Regions from separate parts of the Mus musculus genome. Here region 1 is linked to region 2. The links are chromatin contacts, called in public capture Hi-C maps. All regions are on one chromosome and are shown on one strand. The core of a region is the stretch at or near the end of the contact, and the rest is flanking DNA. Distances in the headings are between cores, read along the strand shown.

Region 1 (2,870 bases), core at 105-2,604, 110 kb before region 2:
CACCTACCCTGCCTCCTCACCGCTGGGATTATTATGACTAGTCCAGCTAGCAAGTTTGCCGCTGGGCTCTCCATTCTCTGCCTCTCTGGTGCTGGGATGACATCCAGCTGTCATACCTCTTCTGTGAGTTCAGAGGAGTTGAATTCTTGCACAGCCAGCACCTTGTCCACTGAGCCATTTCCCTAGCCTGCACCATGTTTTATAAAGTTTTATTAGGACACGGATTTGTTCACTTGTTGACATATTCTCTGTGGTTGCTTTTGAGCTATTTGGTCCAAAGGAGACTGTAAATGTCACATAAATATCTGGGCAGTGGTGGCACAATCCTTTAATCCCAGCACTCGGGAGGCAGAGGCAGGTGGATCTCTGAGTTCGAGGCCAGCCTGGTCTACAGAATGAGTTCCAGGACAGCCAGAGTTGCACAGAGAAATCATGTCTTGAAAAACAAAAACAAATAAAAATAAAACAAACAAATCAAAAGACTAAATACCTATCAGGCAGTATATTGGAAGATTCTTCCAAAGCTAGAATTCTAGTGCTAGATTGACCAGATATGCAGAAACTCCCCAGGGAAAAATGCTCGTACTCCTCCCTGTAAGGCGCAGAGTGAACATCAGGAGAAGCACAGTTGAAATGATGTTAGCTTGCAGCTGCTGAAATCTGAAGCAAAGGTATCTGGGAAGGCTAAGAGAATGGGACAGCCCTCAGCCTTTAGCTGGCAAAGGAGCCAGTGCAACCAATCCTGCTCTCTGGAGTCATTGGTGGCCTATCGATTCCTCTGGCCTTGCTTGTTATTCCTTAGTGGTAGTTCTTCACCATCAGCATCAGTGTATCCTTGGGTGGACAGGAAAGACGAGCCCCTGACCCCAGTGGAATGACTCTATTTCTATGGGCTCTAGCCAGACAGACCTGGGGTGGAATACAGCCAGGGAGTGTTGAGGCTGGACTTGAGGACTCATCCCATGGCCAGTGCTGCCTTCCATCGGCCAGCACCACATTCCCTCACAGGAACTCTGTCACTGCTTCTGAGGAAGTATAACTTCACTTCTTTGCCAGCAGCTGCGTGGACATATTTTCCACATTACTCAAGCTTCTGCTAGTGGCCTCCTGAATACAGCAGAGCTTCCAGCCTGAACGATGTTCCACATTGTCAGTTGTTTTAATTTACTTCCAGGAAATGAAAACTCATTCATGCTATTATCTGCACATTATCCTAATAATATGAAAAGGCAGGGATTTTTAAAACTCCCTTTTGAATGTTTGTGTTCCGAACTTAAATAGAGCAGGGCTGATCATGTTAAAGTTCTCTGTGCATGGCCGCCCACTTTGTCCTATTTGAGCTAACAATGAACTTGAGCGCAGCTAATGAGGAGGTTATTTTAGAGCCTCAGAAACCGCAGTAAAGGAAAAGGACGGTTCCCACAGAACCACAGTGGGACCAAAATAGAAAGGTGGTGACGGGCCACTCCATAGAAGAGGAAAGACAGGAGCAAGGAGGTGCTGGCACCACTCTGAGGTGCCTGCTTTGCCATTGCTATGACAGCCCTTTCTAAGTGTTTCTTCTGGCTACTGTGAAGATAAAGAACTAAAGATTCCATTTCAGAATGACTCAAAGAAATAGAGATTTGTTCTGGGTCACCTCTGCATCCCGCCACTCAGTGCACCGGGCGCCACGGTGTCAGGGGACCACTGCAGGAAAAGACTTGAGTTATACGGAGGATATCTTGTATTTAAAGCAAGGTGGTGAGTGCAGAGAGGGCTAAGCTCCCAGTGGGTAACAAGGAAGGAAACTGTGGTCTGAGGAACATCAGTGAATGGCAGCATGTCTCAGGGACAGCCACACAGCAGTCTCTGCTAGGATCGCAGACCCCACTCAAGTCTTGGGTGAGGCTTCTCATTCGCTGCGTTATCCCTCTGATGAGTCAGTATGGGTCAAGGTAAATAGATCGTTCTGCTCTGCTTCCAGACTTAGTGAGAACCCGACAGAAGCTTTGACCTCTACACCAGCTTTCCTTATCTAAGAGAGTCCCTGAGTGTTTGAAAGAGCCAGCGCTCTGGCATCACAAAGTCTGCAGAGCAGGCACACTGCTATTGATCCTATCTCCTTTATTAAGCCCCTGGGAGGAACACTGCTTATTCTTCCAGCTAGCCAACCCTGTCACATTTCTTCTGCTCCCTGTATGTCACTCTTCCTTCTCCCACTTTTCACCTATTGTCAGAGCTGTTGGTGAGAACAGAAGTTAGAAAAACACACTCACAATCTGAAAATAAGATCGCCTACATGACAGATAATCACTTTTTGCTGTTGAATGACCCAGCCTCGTTTGCATAATGAGAATGTATAGCACCCAGGCTCCAGTTAGCAATATTTCCTTCAATTAGATTGCCCAGACTAATGACTTTTAATTCCATGTTTTCTTTTCCTAATTACTTTTCAATTTTATTATAGCTCATATTTCTTTTAAAACCAGGTTAACCCAGAGAAATAAAAAAGATATAATCAGTGTTTCTTGAGTAAACATGATTATATTTTATAATCTCCTTAAAAAGATCTCCAGTGTGCTATATGTCAGCTGGTCGTACAGCAAATGTAAAGGTTTTTTAAAACTTACAACAGCAGCTGCTGTATGCACTTTAAAATATCTTTGTAAATGAAGTCCTACCTAGGGTAGGTTAGCTACATTAGGCAGATGATGAAAGAATGTATCCTTGTGTTGTGAATACCTTACCACTGAAGAGAATGTTCTATATGAAGGGAAAGAAAAACAGAATAGTTAAACACCCTGTGCTGATAAATATAGCTGCCTCTAAGATGACTCTGGCTGCTAAAAGTTTCATGCAGTGCTCTTAGAATTACACTTTTAATTTTA
Region 2 (2,781 bases), core at 240-2,739:
AGTTACAGACAGGTGTGAGCTGCCATGTGGATGCTGGGAGTTGATCCTGGGTCCTCTGGAAGTTCAAACAGCATTCTTAACCACTGAGCCAGGGTGGTTTTTGACAGGGTCTTGTTATATAGCTCAGGCCGGCGTTAAGGCATGTACTTTCCATATGAAAAGTACTGGTATTCTTTGAAACACAATTTAATTTACTGATGCCTAGTTTATTTTTCTTTTGTGGCTTATCCTCTCATGGATTGCACCTAGAACTTACATTTGGGACTTTGATTCTTTTAGAGTAAGTTGTCTGTCTGTCTGTCTGTTGAGGCAGAGTCTCACTCTGTAACTTGGGCTGGCTTCAAATTCACAGTGATCTTCTTGCCTCAATATTCCAAGCAGTAGAATTAGAGGGATGAGTCACTTTGTCAGGCTCATTTCGAGTTAATTTAAAACATTGTTTGTTTATTTGTTTAGTGCTGTGAGGTACAAAGTGAAGGTTCTTTCTTTGTTATGTGGCTCTCCAACTGTTCTAGAATCACTTACTAAACAGGCTCTTTTTCTCTGTTGAATTTTCTAGAACCCTTGTTGATCATCAATTGACTGTATATAGGAAGATTCATTTTTGAATTTTCAATTCTACTCCATTAACAGAAATGTCTACTGTTGAGTCAAGTACCACACTCTTTTGATTACTGTAGCTTTGTGGTATAATTTGAAATTGAGAGATGGGAATCTTGCCACTTTGTTTGCTCAGGGTCACTTTAGTTCTTCTGTGTCCCTTGGATTTCCACATACATTTTACGATTAGTTTGTCAAATTCTGAAAGAAAAAAGAAAGCTGAAATTTTAATAAGAATCTTATTGTAACTACATATCAATGTGGGAAAATATTGCCACATTAACAATGTTAGAACAGAGCCAAGAATGTGACATTGCTTTTTGCTTACTTGGTAGTTCGCTAGTCTCAAAGGATGGGTTTAATGATTACTGAGAAAATAGCAGAGGAGCTGGCGAGATGCTCAGTGGTTAAGTGCACTTCTTATTTTTGCAGAGACCTGGGTTCAAATCCCAGCACCCACATGATAACTCACAACCATCCATAACTCCAGTTGCTGGGGGTCAGTGACCTCTTCTGACCTCCAGGCATCAGGGACACATGTACATCCATGCATCATGTACATCCTGGCCAAACAATTATACACATAGAAAAATGAATTAAATAAATTGCGTTTTTTTGGTTGTTGTTTTGTTTGTTTGTTTGTTTTTAAGGAAGAAAATGGTAGGTTGCGATTAATTACAAATTTACCCTGAAATCTCAAAGGTATGTTTGTGGCGTGTATTCAGTGTAAGTAAACTGGGGTTGTGTTCCAACATATCCATTCTCTGACTCAGGCTAATAGAAGGCTATACTCTCTTCCAGCTGAATCTGCATAGCTTCCAGGTCATGAAGAGAACAGAAAATAGAACTGAAGTGTCATGCACCAGCTCTCACAGATTTTATTCAAAAGAGGAACAGCTAACAGCCAAGTGGTTCGAGATATTCAGAGATGTTCCTTAGTGCCCATAACCCCGATGGGCTCTAAGGAGCCTGGAAAGTATTGCATCGAGTACATGGATATTTGGCAAGAAGTAAATGTAGTGACTGAACTGTTTCCATTCAAAACCATATACTGAATTCCTCCCCGAGCTGTAAAATTAAGGCCTTTCAAGAAGTAACTAGAGGTAAATGGTCTGGTAAGCACGGAGCCCTAGTCTGGCAGGATTAATGTCGTTGGAAGAAGAAAAAGGGCAGAGGTCAATCAACCTCAGTCTCTGTCCATGCGCACGGGTCATGTGAGGACATATGAGAAGGCAGATATCTGAAAATCACAGGGCTCCGTGTTGATGTTGCAATGCCAGCCTCTGCAGCTGGGAGACCACAAATGTCTCCTAGCAGCAGCCCAGCCTCCTAGCATCCTGCATCGTAGCTGGAGTTGAGTGATATAATGTCTCAGCCACAAAAAGGGGTTGGAGGGTCAAGGACACTCGAGAGTTTAGATTGGATTGGATTGTGTAAGTGCGCTGAATTGAGGTTTGGTTGCTAGACAATGGATCACTGGATGTTTTTAAACAGTCTGCAGCATTCGAGGATGAACCAAGGTCTGAAGCATGCCACACAAGCACTCGACCCCTGAGGTCCAAGTAGTTAAAGAGAACCTATCCATCGATACTCGATCCGAAGTTCAGGTGAGGAGCCAGGTGGCATCACTGAGAGGCTTTGGTCATGTGCATTAGTGAAGCAGTGGATCTGGATTACTAAGTAGTGGACCCAGGGGCTGCACAATTATGCTTCCCTAGTTCTTGTCCTGTTATTAGTTGGATATGAGGTAATCCCTACCCCCACAAGACTCATTTATTGAAGGCTTGGTCCCCAGATGGCAGATGTAGCCATTGAGATCTGATTGGATCATGAGGGCTCTGATCTGCTCAGTGGGTTAACCCACTGATGACTTCATAATTCGGTGGCCACCGTGAAATGAGCAACTTCACTCTGCTATAGATGTACACTGTGGTGTGCTATCTCACCACAGCTCATGAACAACAAAGCCAGCTACCCATGGGCTAAATTCTATGAAACCATGAGCCAAAATAAATCCTTTCTGTTAAAAAAAAAAAAGTTTCTTCCAAGTAACAAAATTCCAAGTCACAGCCATAAATCACCCTCCCAACTTAAGGACTTCAAACCCCAGTAACGGCACACTTCATTGTTTGTAGGTGAGGAAGCTTGCCTAGCTTGTTGATCAGTTCTTTGTCTATGGTC

Evidence for each region. Capture Hi-C pulls out chosen DNA fragments and counts their contacts.
Region 1: a capture Hi-C map of bone marrow-derived macrophages shows a contact between it and region 2, with 2.8 times the contacts expected there. The contact joins two enhancer-like sites. A contact is called at or near these places in 1 of 484 Hi-C or Micro-C datasets (bone marrow-derived macrophages), 3 of 115 datasets of contacts at active chromatin or transcription factors (CD8 T cells, bone marrow-derived macrophages and embryonic stem cells) and 5 of 9 other capture datasets (adipose tissue, bone marrow-derived macrophages, embryonic stem cells and 2 more).

The regions. Positions count from the first base shown.
Region 1 is chr2:70,988,540-70,991,409 of GRCm38.p6, reverse strand. The region is part of intron 3 of Mettl8 (methyltransferase like 8); the gene reads left to right. Among named protein-coding and RNA genes, the nearest start is that of Mettl8, 66 kb to the left of the region's middle. Within about 2 kb of position 1,354, at least 59 of the 459 cell types and tissues checked have an H3K27ac peak or open chromatin away from gene starts, as enhancers often do. A contact at or near this core is called in bone marrow-derived macrophages, where this site is marked.
Region 2 is chr2:70,876,604-70,879,384 of GRCm38.p6, reverse strand. No RefSeq gene overlaps it. Among named protein-coding and RNA genes, the nearest start is that of Gm39842, 39 kb to the right of the region's middle. Within about 2 kb of position 1,489, at least 26 of the 459 cell types and tissues checked have an H3K27ac peak or open chromatin away from gene starts, as enhancers often do. A contact at or near this core is called in bone marrow-derived macrophages, where this site is marked.